Linked DNA regions of Sus scrofa: region 2 is linked to region 1. A link is a contact called in public HiChIP or PLAC-seq data. All regions are on one chromosome and are shown on one strand. Each heading gives the region's core, a stretch centred on a gene start, on an enhancer-like site or on the middle of the called end of the contact. The rest is flanking DNA. Distances are from core to core; before and after follow the strand shown. Region 1 holds the start of LOC100737585. Region 2 holds the start of LOC100625971 (zinc finger protein 613).

Region 1 (2,700 bases), core at 123-2,622:
CTAGGTGTCAAACTGGAACTACAGCTGTTGGCCACAGCCACAGCAACGCCAGATCCCAGCCATGTCTTTGACTTGCGCCACAGCTCATGGCAATGCCGGATCCTCATAGAGACTAGTTGGATTTGAGCCACAAAGGGAAATCCTGTTTGTTTTTTTAATGGTACCCACAGCCTATGGAAGTTCTGGGGCCAGAGGTTGCATCCAAGTGGCAGCTGCAACCATGTGGGATCCTTTAACCCACTGCGCTGGGCTTGGGGTCTAACCTGCACCTCTGCAGCAGGCAGGGTGCAATTACATTCTTCACCCACTCGCCATAGCAGGAGTTACTATTTTTAGTTTTTTGAGGAACTTACATTCTGTTGTCCATAGTGGCTGCACCATTGTACATTCCCATCAACACATAGGAACTGTTGCCTTTCTCCACACGCCCTCCAGCCTATGTTATTTGTAGACTTTATAAGATGGTCATTCTGACTTTGTGAGGCGGTCTTTCATTGCAGGTTTGATTTGCAATTCTCTGATTATTAGTGATGACTGTACTTCCCCGAGGTCCCAATCCCAGTCAAAATTTAGGCTTGTCTCAGCTCTCTCTTTTCCTCTAGAATGTCATCACCTGTTTCACACTGCCAGTTTTTAAAAAAAATCTTATTCGGGCCTTAAAAGCTGCTTCCTGGAGTTCCCGTCGTGGCGCAGTGGTTAACGAATCCGACTAGGAACCATGAGGTTGCGGGTTCGGTCCCTGCCCTTGCTCAGTGGGTTAAACGATCCGGCGTTGCCGTGAGCTGCGGTGTAGGTTGCAGACGCGGCTCGGATCCCACGTTGCTGTGGCTCTGGCGTAGGCCGGTGGCTACAGCTCCGATTAGACCCATAGCCTGGGAACCTCCATATGCCGCGGGAGAGGCCCAAGAAATAGAAAAAAAAAAAAAAAAAAAAAAAAAAAAAGCTGCTTCCTGCAAGAAATTTACCTCCAAATCTTTCTGCGGATGTCCGATTACCTTTTCTTTTTCCAGAGTTCATTTTCTGCTGCTACACCAGCAGTTTAACTCTTTGTCAGTTTCTAAACCCGACCCCAATATAAAGTATAAAATAAAGGCCACCGGGATATTCCTTTACTGCTCAGTCCCCAAGGCGAAGTTTAAGTAGCTCCATACTTTCTTTAGAAACCTCGCGTTTCTGAAAATCGGCTCATTTCCTAAAGTGTGGACGTGGCAAAAAATGAGATTAAATTCAGCGGCTTCTCACTTTCCCAGCCACCCCAGGTTCCCTCCCGGAAGCCCGCACCCTCGGCCTTTTGTACGTAAAGTGTCCCAACGTGGCCGCCCACTGGCGCCCCGGCGACCGGGCGCAGACATATTGCCTTTCTAGGAACTACCGGAAACCCGTTCTTCCGCGTTTCCACAAACGTCTCAGACCCAATTCAGCCGCCGTAGGTGGACGGAAAATGTGTGCGACAGCCAAGTAGAAGCGGTTCTTGGAAGGTGTTAGGTTTAGACTCCTCTTGCTGGCTGGAGAAAATCCGGTCAGTGTGTGCATTTGTCCCTTGAAGTTTTGTGTGTGTGTGTGTGTGTGTGTTTTGACCCATAGAAGGTTTGTCTCTTACAGGGTGATGTCAACGCATAGGGTGGACGCCGTGTAATGTGGACTTAACGGAACAATTGCCGAGTCTGGTGAGAATCACCAAAGTAGAAGTATTTGAGAGTAACCGGGACCCGTCTGTCTGTGGTTGGAGTACCTTGCGGAGGGTGGTCTTTAGAACGATTAAGAATTTGTGGAGATCAGCAACCAAGTCCGGATCAGCAGGGTATGGGGGTCTTTGCAAATCACTTTGTTAAGGGTGCAGGTCGTATTTATGATGAACACAGGTTTTGGTTGAGGTTCGAGAATTAATATGGGGTTCGGTGTTATTGGTGCTTCCTTGGATGGTCATCTAATGGGTGTCTGGTCCAGATTTCGGATTAACAAGGGAGTGTGTAGTCCGTGTCTGTCGTACAGAGAAACTTGCTAGGTTTGGGCGCCTAGGATTCCTGGCTGTTAGTTGGGTTGAGGTTCCAACCTCGACCGCTGGGTACCAAGGCGGTATTCTGGGAGCAGCAGTTTGAAACTGCCTGGTTTTTAGCCTTGTGTTCGGGGCTTAAGTAACTGCTGACCCAGGGACTAATCCAGCCACGCCCATCCGTTGTGTTTCTCTTTGGCTGCTTTCGCCCTGCAAAGGTAGAATTGAGTTCTCAGGACAGATTTCAACCTTCATAGTAGAAACGTATACTGTCTATCCTTTTGCAGAAAATGCTTGCCAACACCTGCCCTCATAGCAATGAATAGTGTTGCTTATTTGCCCGATGTACATTCGCGCTTTCTTCTTCTTCTTTTTTTTTTTTTTTTTTTTTGGTCTTTTTGCTTTTTCTAGGGCCGCTCCAGCGGCATATGGAGGTTCCTAGGCTAGGGGTCTAATCGGAGCCATAGCCACTGGCCTATGCCAGAGCCACAGCAACGCGGGATCCAAGCCGCGTCTGCGACCTACACCACAGCTCACGGCAACGCCGGATCTTTAACTCACTGAGCAAGGCCAGGGATTGAACCCGCAACCTCATGGTTCCTAGTCGGATTCGTTAACCACTGCGCCACGACGGGAACTCCTCACACTTTCTTCTTTACTGACAGAATTTTCATTTTATTCATTTATTTTTTGTTTTGTTTTTCATA
Region 2 (2,700 bases), core at 117-2,616, 140 kb before region 1:
CCACTGAGCCACGAAGGGAACCCCCAGTGATATCATATATTTGCCTTTCTCTGACATAAATCATGACTTCTAACAGATTATCATCAGCATACCCAGACCCAAACTCAGATTCCCATGATTCTCAGTGACCACTGGAGACCCTCAAAGACAAGAAACAAAACTGCCCCAAGAACTAACCTACCCACAAGGACACCCCACTCACTGACCATCTGGAATGATGCCCCAGTCGCTGACCCGCATCCCCTACCTATGTCCCAAACACTCACCTAAGCCAAGGACATTAAAAAACACCAAACTGCCAGTCAAAGCGGTGTCAATCACTTACCTCCCACCATGGGCATTCCCATTAGTGAATTTTCCAGAGAGCTCTCAATCACTCACTTATACCCCAAGGATTCCCCAGTCGCTGACCTTCCTCCAGGGATTCGCCAATCGCTGACATCCCTCTAAGGCTTCCAAAGCAGATCTTCCCCCAGAAGACCTTTTCAGGCTCAGACACGCCCTCAAAGAAACCTCAATTCCTGACTTCCTACAGGGACAACCCAATCACTGATGTCCTGTCATTCACCCCCAATCAATAATCTTCCCCCCAAAGATGCTCCTGTTACTGACCTCTTCACCCAAGTGCATCCCAGTCACTGACCCACTCCCTAGGTCGTGGCAAACACTGATTTGCCTCCAATGCCACCCAGCCACTGACTTCTCCCACAAAGAGTAACCCCACGCCAACTCCAATCTTTCCCAATATCCTGACCCTCTGCAGGCCATCCTCATTTCTGACCATCCCGCTTCCTGAACCATGGAATGCATCCCCTGTCCTACAAGGGCTCGCTCCTCTCACCGACTCCCCGTAGCCCTCCCCTACCTCAAAGCTCGTATCTCCGCAAAGCTCAAACTACTTCTGCTCCCAGAACGCGAAACTGAGACCCTACCCCCCAAGTAGATCCTTCGTGCACCAGCTGATTCACAAACTTAGCTGTTCCTCCTCGGAAATCGAGTTTAGCTTCCGTAGCATTCGAGTCTGTAGGCCGCCAACCTTCGATCGACGAAGATTCCCTTTAGCTTTCACGTCTTTTAGACAAAGACACTGTGACAGAGTATGGCAGCGCCCTGGCGGTGGGAACCGCCATCTTGGAAGATCTGCCGTACAACCACTTTTCCTGCCCCCCAAAACTTGTCGGCTTAACGCCAATCGCAATGTCGCACAGGGCAGTGCGCGTGCTCTAGCCCATCTCCGGGGAGACCCGGGTCTCAACCCAGAAAGGCGCCGCAACCCCAAAGATGTCCACTTCCACTTTGTCTCTTCTACGTACCAAGCTACACAACCACAGTGGGCGCGGCCATCTTAAAAAAGGTGCGCACATCCTTAAGGGAAAAGGAAGCGACCTTTAGGGAGTTGGGAGCCCGTGGAGTGGTTTCCAGGAATGCTTTTCCAGAACAGCGTAGGGTTTGGAGAAGTCAGGGTGGTACCAGGGAGGTAGCATGTCCCACTGTGGGCCCAGAGTAAACAAATTTTGTTAAAGGAAAAGACTGGTGGTGAAAGTTTGGTGACACCTCCAGGGAGAAAGGTGAGAGCGCTGTTGGGAGGATAGAGCTGATAGCGAGGGAGGGGTTTTGTTTCTGACCTGACTGAGGTGGAGGGTGGTCAAATGGGGAGGAATAGAGGGCCAGAAACTCTTGGTAGAAATTTCTGTGCAGACTTTATTTCAATTCAATTTTTTTTTTTTTTTGGTCTTTTTTTCTTTTCTAGGGCCGCACCTGCGGCATATGGAGGTTCCCAGGCTAGGGGTCTAATCAGAGCTGTAGCCGCCTACCTACACCACAGCCACAGCAATGCCAGCTGCAAGCCATCTCCGTGACCTACACCACATCTCACTGGCAACGCTGGATCCTTAACCCACTGAGCGAGGCCAGGGATCGAACCCGCAACCTCAGGGTTCCTAGTTGGATTCCTTAACCACTGTGCCACGATGGGAACTCCCCAATTCAGTCATTTTTACATGCTTTTTCTAGTGAAGAAATTAGTAGAATTGGAATTACTGAAATTAGTAGAACTTTCATTCAATGAGAATGAAAACTTTTAATTGGATTGATTTTTTTTCCAGGTTGTTGTGCAAAAATGTTCTATTAATGAATACATTTTACCGGCTGTTATCCATCCTCCCCCAAGAACTCCAACTGAAAAGTAAGAGCTAATTTTTATTAAGTGTATACACATTTTTTTTTGAATGAGGGACTATTTCAAACATAATAGTAACATGATCTTAATATTCTGAAAGCTATTGATGGTGGACATAAGTATTACCCTTATTTTAGATTGGGGGTGGTGGGGTGCTGATTCTGTCAGAGTGCCTGTTTCCTAACCACCTCATCAATCTTTTAATCTTTGCACATGCTAAGGGTGAATAAACATTTTATAAGTTGTGTATTTATTTTCTATGTTAGGTTGGTTATCTTTTTCTTAATCATATTGCGGCTGTTTATATCAATTCAACTTCCATTCTCCCCATCCTAGAGCAACCGCTATCTTACTTTCGGTCTCTATAGATTTGCCTATTCTGGGTATTTTATATGTTCAGTCATATGATAGGTGGTTTTTGTAACTGGCTTCTTTCACTTAGCATAATGCTTTCAAGGTTCATCCATGTGGTACCATGATTCTGTACTTCATTCCTTTTCATTGAGAATGTATACATTGTG

Evidence for each region. HiChIP or PLAC-seq counts read pairs in DNA pulled down with a chosen protein or histone mark.
Region 2: a contact with region 1 is called in an H3K27ac HiChIP or PLAC-seq map of alveolar macrophages. The contact joins the promoter of LOC100625971 here to the promoter of LOC100737585 in region 1. A contact is called at or near these places in 1 of 5 promoter capture datasets (liver) and 1 of 2 datasets of contacts at active chromatin or transcription factors (alveolar macrophages).

What each region holds. Positions count from the first base shown.
Region 1 is chr6:58,052,228-58,054,927 of Sscrofa11.1, reverse strand. It overlaps LOC100737585, which reads left to right and starts at 1,372. Exons shown (of 14, transcript XM_013998720.2): 1 at 1,372-1,519; 2 at 1,603-1,801.
Region 2 is chr6:58,187,777-58,190,476 of Sscrofa11.1, reverse strand. LOC100625971 (zinc finger protein 613) reads left to right here and starts at 1,366. Exons shown (of 9, transcript XM_013995152.2): 1 at 1,366-1,568; 2 at 2,106-2,185. It overlaps LOC100517161 (zinc finger protein 84-like), which reads right to left and starts at 1,356. Exons shown (of 5, transcript XR_002344783.1): 1 at 933-1,356.